Linked DNA regions of Oryctolagus cuniculus: region 1 is linked to region 2. A link is a contact called in public Micro-C data. All regions are on one chromosome and are shown on one strand. Each heading gives the region's core, a stretch centred on a gene start, on an enhancer-like site or on the middle of the called end of the contact. The rest is flanking DNA. Distances are from core to core; before and after follow the strand shown. Region 1 holds the start of STAG1 (STAG1 cohesin complex component). Region 2 overlaps IL20RB (interleukin 20 receptor subunit beta).

The links. A called contact is a pair of places that touch in the nucleus more often than the background predicts.
Region 1: a Micro-C map of ear pinna shows a contact between it and region 2, with 16 times the contacts expected there. The contact joins the promoter of STAG1 here to the enhancer-like site in region 2. A contact is called at or near these places in 3 of 6 Hi-C or Micro-C datasets (ear pinna, psoas muscle and an unstated tissue).

Annotation. Positions count from the first base shown.
Region 1 is chr4:144,872,342-144,875,647 of mOryCun1.1, forward strand. It overlaps STAG1 (STAG1 cohesin complex component), which reads left to right and starts at 1,638. Exons shown (of 35, transcript XM_070072781.1): 1 at 1,638-2,037.
Region 2 is chr4:144,624,593-144,628,214 of mOryCun1.1, forward strand. All of the region lies in intron 7 of IL20RB (interleukin 20 receptor subunit beta), which reads right to left. Among named protein-coding and RNA genes, the nearest start is that of IL20RB, 35 kb to the right of the region's middle. Within about 2 kb of position 1,684, at least 1 of the 8 cell types and tissues checked has an H3K27ac peak or open chromatin away from gene starts, as enhancers often do. A contact at or near this core is called in ear pinna, where this site is marked.

The sequences.
Region 1 (3,306 bases), core at 388-2,887, 250 kb after region 2:
TTTTTTTTTTTTAAGAAAATAAACTGAAAATAGGAAGAAGCCAGTGGACGGGATAGGAAAGTAGTGGTGGGATGCAGTCCAGGAGCGGTTTGCTTGGGAGAAGAGGGAAGGGGGATGGGCTCATTTGGTGATAACTTTTGAGATCATGTTCATAGTGTAATATGGAGAGAATGTAAAACCACAATTGGAGTCTCACAGCGTTGAGTCCAGGAACCTAGATGAAGTCATTGATTAGTATGGATTGGGACTGGTACGTTTAATAATGAAGAAAACTAGAAACAGTCTATGTGGAAAATATATTAGGGCCGGCGCTGTGGCTCAGTAGGATAATCCTCCGTCTTGCGGCGCCGGCACACCGGGTTCTAGTCCCGGTTGGGGCACCGGATTCTGTCCCGGTTGCCCCTCTTCCAGGCCAGCTCTCTGCTGTGGCCCGGGAGTGCAGTGGAGGATGGCCCAAGTGCTTGGGCCCTGCACCCCATGGGAGACCAGGATAAGTACCTGGCTCCTGGCTTCGGATCAGCATGGTGCGCCGGCCGCAGCGCGCCGGCCACGGCGGCCATTGGAGGGTGAACCAACGGCAAAGGAAGACCTTTCTCTCTGTCTCTCTGTCCACTCTGCCTGTCAAAAAAAAAAAAAAATATATATATATATTAGGAAGTCCATCACAGTTTGAAAATATCTATACATCCATCTAGCCCTCAATTCTGACCCAGTCTGGTTGATTGTGACTACCTCCAGTGAAAAGCCAAACAACTTGCGACCCCTGGGAGAGAAACAAGAAATACCCTCAGGGGTAACCTGTTCAGGTAATACTGACATAAAGGTGGTCATGGCAATAGAGTTACACATGGGACTGACAACCCAGGAAAGTAAGGATTCACTTTTGCAGGAAAGAGTTAGGAGCAGGTGTATGGCAGGGGTCCCTGTCTCAAGAGGAAGAAGAGTGGGGAAGAGGTGAGATTCTACAGAACAGTTTGGTCATGTTAGTAATTATTTCCCTTTCGGAGCCACTGAGCGTTGTCCAAAGGCTGTGGGAGGAGAAGCCAAATTCCAAGCTGAGTCTGTATTTTCCCTTCTCACTAACTAGCCAATGCTGCCGCCTTATGCAAAGCCGCCACCACGGAGCCGAGCTGCTTTACAGTGGCAGCACGACGCCAATCGGCCTGCAGCAGGCAGTGCTCAGTCTCGATCCGCGACGAGGGAAGTCCCCAGCGGCTCCCGAGACCTTTCCACTCTAGCGCGGGAAAAGCACCTCGTCAACAAGAAACTGCCCGTACAATGCCAGCCGCCGAGGCCCTAGTTAAACGCGGGAGACACTCCCGCCCGCTTCGCAGCTCGCCTCGTGGGCGGGGGGCGGGGGCAGCAGCAGGGCGGGGCCGGAGGACAGCGTCCGCGGCGCGACCTGGGGCGGGGGCCGGCGACGGATGGGGGTGTTGCTTGGTGAAGGCATCAGGGGGCGGGCTCTTTCCCAGGTGTCCGACAGGCTCCAAAAATGGCGGGCGACCGCTCGGAGCCGCTAACGCGCAGGCGCGCCGTGGCCGTCCTTCCGCCCGCCTTGGGCAGCCCTCGAATCGACCACAGCGCCCTCATCCAGGGGCATCCGCTGCTCGCCATTGGCTGAGCCAGGCGAGCGCTCCGTGCGGGGGCGGAGCCGCCACGCAGCGGCCACGTTTCCCGCCCCGCTGGCGCGCGTGCGCGCAATCCCCACAGGAAAGCGTTCGAGCGCGCCCCCGCCGCGGCCCCCAGCTCGCGCCTCAGCTCCCTCCCTTTTCCGGGCAGGCCCGTCCCGTCAGCGAGGCAGTGAGCACCGCGGCCAGCAGAGGGCGGTCCGGACCCAAGTCTGCAGCGGCGCCATTGGCGTGTGGAAAATGCCACCAGATGGCGGGTTAGGATTGCAGCTCCGTTGAAGGCGCGGCCCCCGCTCCCGAACCCCCGGCGACCACCCCGTAACAACCCCCCCACATCGGGAATAACACACCGGAGACTTTTGGGGGGAAACTAGGTCGACGGCCGGCGGCGCCCGGATGGGCAGCTGAGGTGAGTGCGGGCGGCGGCGACGGCGGCGGGGGGCGGGAAAGAGGGGGAATGCGGCGGCAGCGGCGCGGGGGCTGGAAGCGCCGATCCAAGATGGAGGCCGGCGAGAGCCAGAGAGCGCGAGCGGGGCGCGGGCGGGCCGGGCGCGGGCCCCGCGCGGGGGAGGGAGGCCGCGCGGGGCCTGTTGCGGGGCCCGGCGGCCGCGGGCCGTCCGAGAACGCGGGGAGGCGGCCGTGGGTGCGGCGGGCACCCCGGTCCGCTCCCCACCCCTCCCGCGGGCCCCGAAAACCGTGCCCCCGCCCGCCGGGGCACTACGGCGACAGGCGCGGAAGCCTTTGTGGCGCGCTCGGGCCCGCCGCCAAGCCCGCCCTCCGCTCCCCCCCGCCCGGGCTCTCGGGACTCGCCCGCGCCCGGCGGGGCCGGGCCGAGGCGGGCTGGCACGAACGCCTTCCGCCGCCCGGCGCCCTGCGTTTCTGCGGTGTTGTAGCGGCGGCGGCGTCACATGACAGCGAGCGAGCCTCCGCGGAGGGGCCTGGGGGGTCGCTCGGTGTTGGTGGCTGGCCCGGGCCTCTTGGTGGTGGGGTGGGGCAGGGGGGCCACCGGCCGGAGCAGACGGGCGTCGGAGCCGGGCTTTCCCGCTATCTGCCTTCCCCGCCCCCGACGGGGGCCTCCCGGAGAAACGTGTCCAGGCCCGAGCTCTGCCCCGCTAGTTTGCCAGTCCCCGGGGAGACGAGGCCAATAAAAGTTGTTTTCCCTCCTTTACTCGGGGTGGGGGCGGGGTGAAGAGCGGGGAAACTGGAGTGCCTGGAGTTGGACCCGAGCCTCGTTCGGAAGGCCTTCGTTGGGTGTTTCTTGTGTGCTCTATTGGACTAAGAAATTCTCGGATTTTAGGATTATCGTCTCACCCCATCTATCCACAATTGGAGTGTTACCGATTCTCCTCACCAGGCAGGGAGTCCTGCCCCGGGCATAGAAGTCATGGGATGGTTTTGGAAGCGTGTAGATTCAAAACAATGTGGTTTTAAGGTAGCGAATTATTTGCTGTTAAGTTGGCGTTAAAATGATGTAGTTTATTTTTCGTAGTTGTGACTAGAGAAGACTAAATTTTGTGTCTTACACAAAATAGTGTTTGAAAAAGTGTCTGAATTGGCATAAGTTGTATGATTTGTAACTTACATGGATTTGAATATGGCTTTTTTAGTTTTAGTCTTCCTTGTGTGTGTTTCAAGAAAATAGGAAATTCTGAAGGTGAAGCACTTAGGGACATATGCA
Region 2 (3,622 bases), core at 434-2,933:
ACCTGGGAAAAGCTCCTGGCTCCTGGCTTTGGATCAGACCATTTGTGGTATGAACCAGTGGATGGAAGATCTCGTTCTCTTTCTTTGTCTCTCTCTCTCTCTCTCTCTGCCTTTCAAATAAATAAATCTTAAAAAGTCTTGTTGCCAAAGGAAAAAAAAGGCCCAATTCCCGGCATCCACCCCACACCACCACACCCAGCTCTGGAAATGGGTATTTTGCAGTCTGTTTAGAACCATACCCTGGGCCCAAGTTGTTTTTTGTTTTGTTTTGTTTTGTTTTGTTTTGTTTTGTTTTGTTTTAATCAGTCCTTCAACTTGAAGCTGGCTTTTGACAACCAAAAATTAAATTTATCATTCAGGGGGCCGGTGCTGTGGTGTAGCAGGTAAAGCTGCTGCCTGCAGTGCCGGCTAACCGTATGGCCGCTGGTTCAAGACCGGCTGCTCCACTTCCTAACCAGCTCTCTGCTAAGGCCTGGGAAAGCAGAGGAGGATGGCCCAAGTCCTTGGGCCCCTGCACCCACGTGCAGACCCGGAAGAAGCTCCTGGCTCCTGGCTTCGGATTGGCACAGCTCCGGCCATTGCGGCCAATTGAGGAGCAAACCAGTGGATGGAAGACCTCTCTGCCTCTCCTTCTCTCTGTGTATGTGTAACTCTGACTTTCACATAAAATATTTTTTAAAAAATAAATTTATCATTCAAAGTTTTTTTCTTTTTCTTTTTTATTTTTTTTTTTTTTATTTTTTGACAGGCAGAGTGGACAGTGAGAGAGAGACAGAGAGAAAGGTCTTCCTTTGCCGTTGGTTCACCCTCCAATGGCCGCCGCGGCCGGCGCACCACGCTGATCCGATGGCAGGAGCCAGGTGCTTCTCCTGGTCTCCCATGGGGTGCAGGGCCCAAGCACTTGGGCCATCCTCCACTGCACTCCCTGGCCACAGCAGAGAACTGGCCTGGAAGAGGGGCAACCGGGACAGAATCCGGCGCCCCGACCGGGACTGAACTAGGATTAGCCTAGTGAGCTGCGGCGCCGGCTCGTTCTAAGTTTAAAACCTGTTAGTAAAATAAAGGAAGAAGGGCCGGCATTGTGGTGTGACAGATGAAGGCACTGCTGCAGCACCTCCCGTGCCTCCCATCAGAGCGCCGGTTGGAAACCCAGCCACACGACTGCCAGTGCAGCTCCCCGCTGATGCACCTGGGAAGGCAGCAGATGAAGGCCCAAGTGCTTGAGTCCCTGCCACTCCTGTGGGAGACCTGGATGGCATGCATGAACCAATGGACAGAAGTTTCTCATCCTCTTTCTCTCCCTTTCCTTCCCTCCCTCCCTCTCTCTCTCTTTCTCTCCCCTGACTCTTCCTTTCAAATAAATACATAAAAATCTTTTTAGAAATAAAATTTAAATAAAGGAAGAAGGAATTTAGGGCAGAAGGGAAGGTGAGAAAGGCAGTGGGAATGCAGGACAGGCAGTGACCTGCTGGTTTTAAAAACACTGCAATTCATACGCTTTCTAATTCCACAAACAGGCATCCAGCGTCACCAGTCTGCACGGCTAAAAGTCCACAAACTGTATTCCCAACACCCTTACAAAGCCAACCCAACCCATTTCAGACTCTCAGCCGCCAGGCGCCTCCTGTTTGGAGGGCATATTTCCAAGCAGACGGTACTCAGAAGTCTCGAGATGCCACTTCTACTGCGATGAATGTTTAGAGCTTTCCAAAATGTTTGTAAGTGGACAAATCCTTTTGTGTTAAAAAGAGATTATCTCATAAATTACAATCGGGCTGTTCGAAGTTGCTCCTAATTCAAGGTCGCCATCTAGTTGCTGCCATCTGCTAAATTAAATTCTGTGCGTGCAGCCAGAATTCGGTCGTCCACCTCGTTGGCCTCCTTAATTGAGGCTGAATCTGAGGGCTGGGGATGTCCTATTCGGTTCTATTTCCAACTGCAAGATGCAAAACTCAAGTCAGGATGGTGGGGCAACAGTGGAGGTGTGAGATCGCAACGGGCTCCTGCCAAGTCAGTGTTTTTCCATGGGCGTAGCCGTACAGTGACGCAATTTAGTAAAAGATTTGCATGCAAGTCCAGGAACTCTGGATGGGTGTGGCTGCTTCCCAGATGACTATTTTTGTTTGCTTTTGTCTTTTTTGAGAGACAGACAGACAGCTCCCATCCACTAGTTCACTCCCCAAATGCCCACAGTCCACTGCTGCCAAAGCCAGGAGTCAGGTACTCAAGGTGGGTCTCCCAGGTGGGTGACAGGAGCCTGACCACCTGAGCCATCATCTGCTGCCTTCCCAGGGTGCACCTTCGCAGAAAGCTGGCTCAGGAGCTGGTGCCAGCACCCGGACTCAATCCAGACACTCTGATGGGAGAAGCAGGCCTAACTGCTGGTCCAAAGGCCCACCGCAGATGAGAGGTTTTCAGTACAGATGCAAAATGCAGGAGTTACTGAGGCTTGTGCAGGCACTCAGTATGCCAACAGCCAGGTTGGTTTTATTTTTTAAGATTTATTTATTTATTTGAAAGTCAGAATTTACAAAGACAAATTCCCTTCTATAAACTCACAGCTCAAGGAGTAAAAGAGCCAGCCTAGCCCAGGAGTGGGCTGGAAATAGGACAGCAGATGTCCCAAATCAGTCTCTTTTTTTTTCCCCAGAAGTAGGGAATGGCAGCACAGAGGAAAGACCAACAAAGTGAGTGAGGGAGGGAGGGAGGGAGGCAGAAGCCAAGGGGTTGGAAGGGAGAGCCTGGGGCACAGGGCAGCCCCCTAGGACATGCTGGGAACAATACAGAGAGAGAGAGAGAGATACAGGCACGGGGCAAAGAGATGGTGGCCCAAAAGGGCCCACTCCACTAGTGATTATGGAGGTCTGTTAGGGTCCAAGCCCTTGAGAATTTTAGCTTTCCTTCCTCCACCCAGCAAGTCCAGGAAGCGCGAAGTGACAACAAAAGAAATATTCCCAAACTCAACACAAGGTGGCGCCAGACACCCGTGGACATAATGAGGTCCTTCCTTCCAGGTGGGCTCCCGGAAGGGATCTGGTCAGGACAGAGCGAACGCAAACTGAGATCTGAACCCACAGGAGTTGAGTTACTGTAGCCCAAGAATAAAATAGGGCACACAAAAAATAAGAGAAAACATCTTTTTTTTTTTTTAAGAGAGTCTGCAATCCGTGTGTAGGAGGAACTTGAAAGAACTGGGCCACAGAATCCCCTGGCAGACAGGCGCCAAGCAGGTGCCCAGGGGGAAGTGGGGGGGGTGGGGGGCGGGTGTTACAGGCGTTCAGGTGGGAGGCAGTGGTGGCTTGGGCCGAGTTGGCAGGAAAAAGTGCCTTCTGGTAGGCTTTTTTTTTTTTTTTTTTTTTTTTTTACAAATGTCATGCATTGACACAGAAGCCCAACGAAACTGCATAACAAGAAGCAACACATCCTAACCAAGGCACCTTCTTTGTTCATTGTGTTTGCTCTGCTCTTGTTGGCTGTCATCACGGACTGGTGACTTCCCACATTTATCCTGTCAGCTGGTGCCAGCCAGCATTCTCCTGATGCCCATACCGTCCCAACTTTGGACAGTAGCGACTCTTTTTAGATTGCCTTTTGTGTGATTTTTGAATGACCCAATGACTTC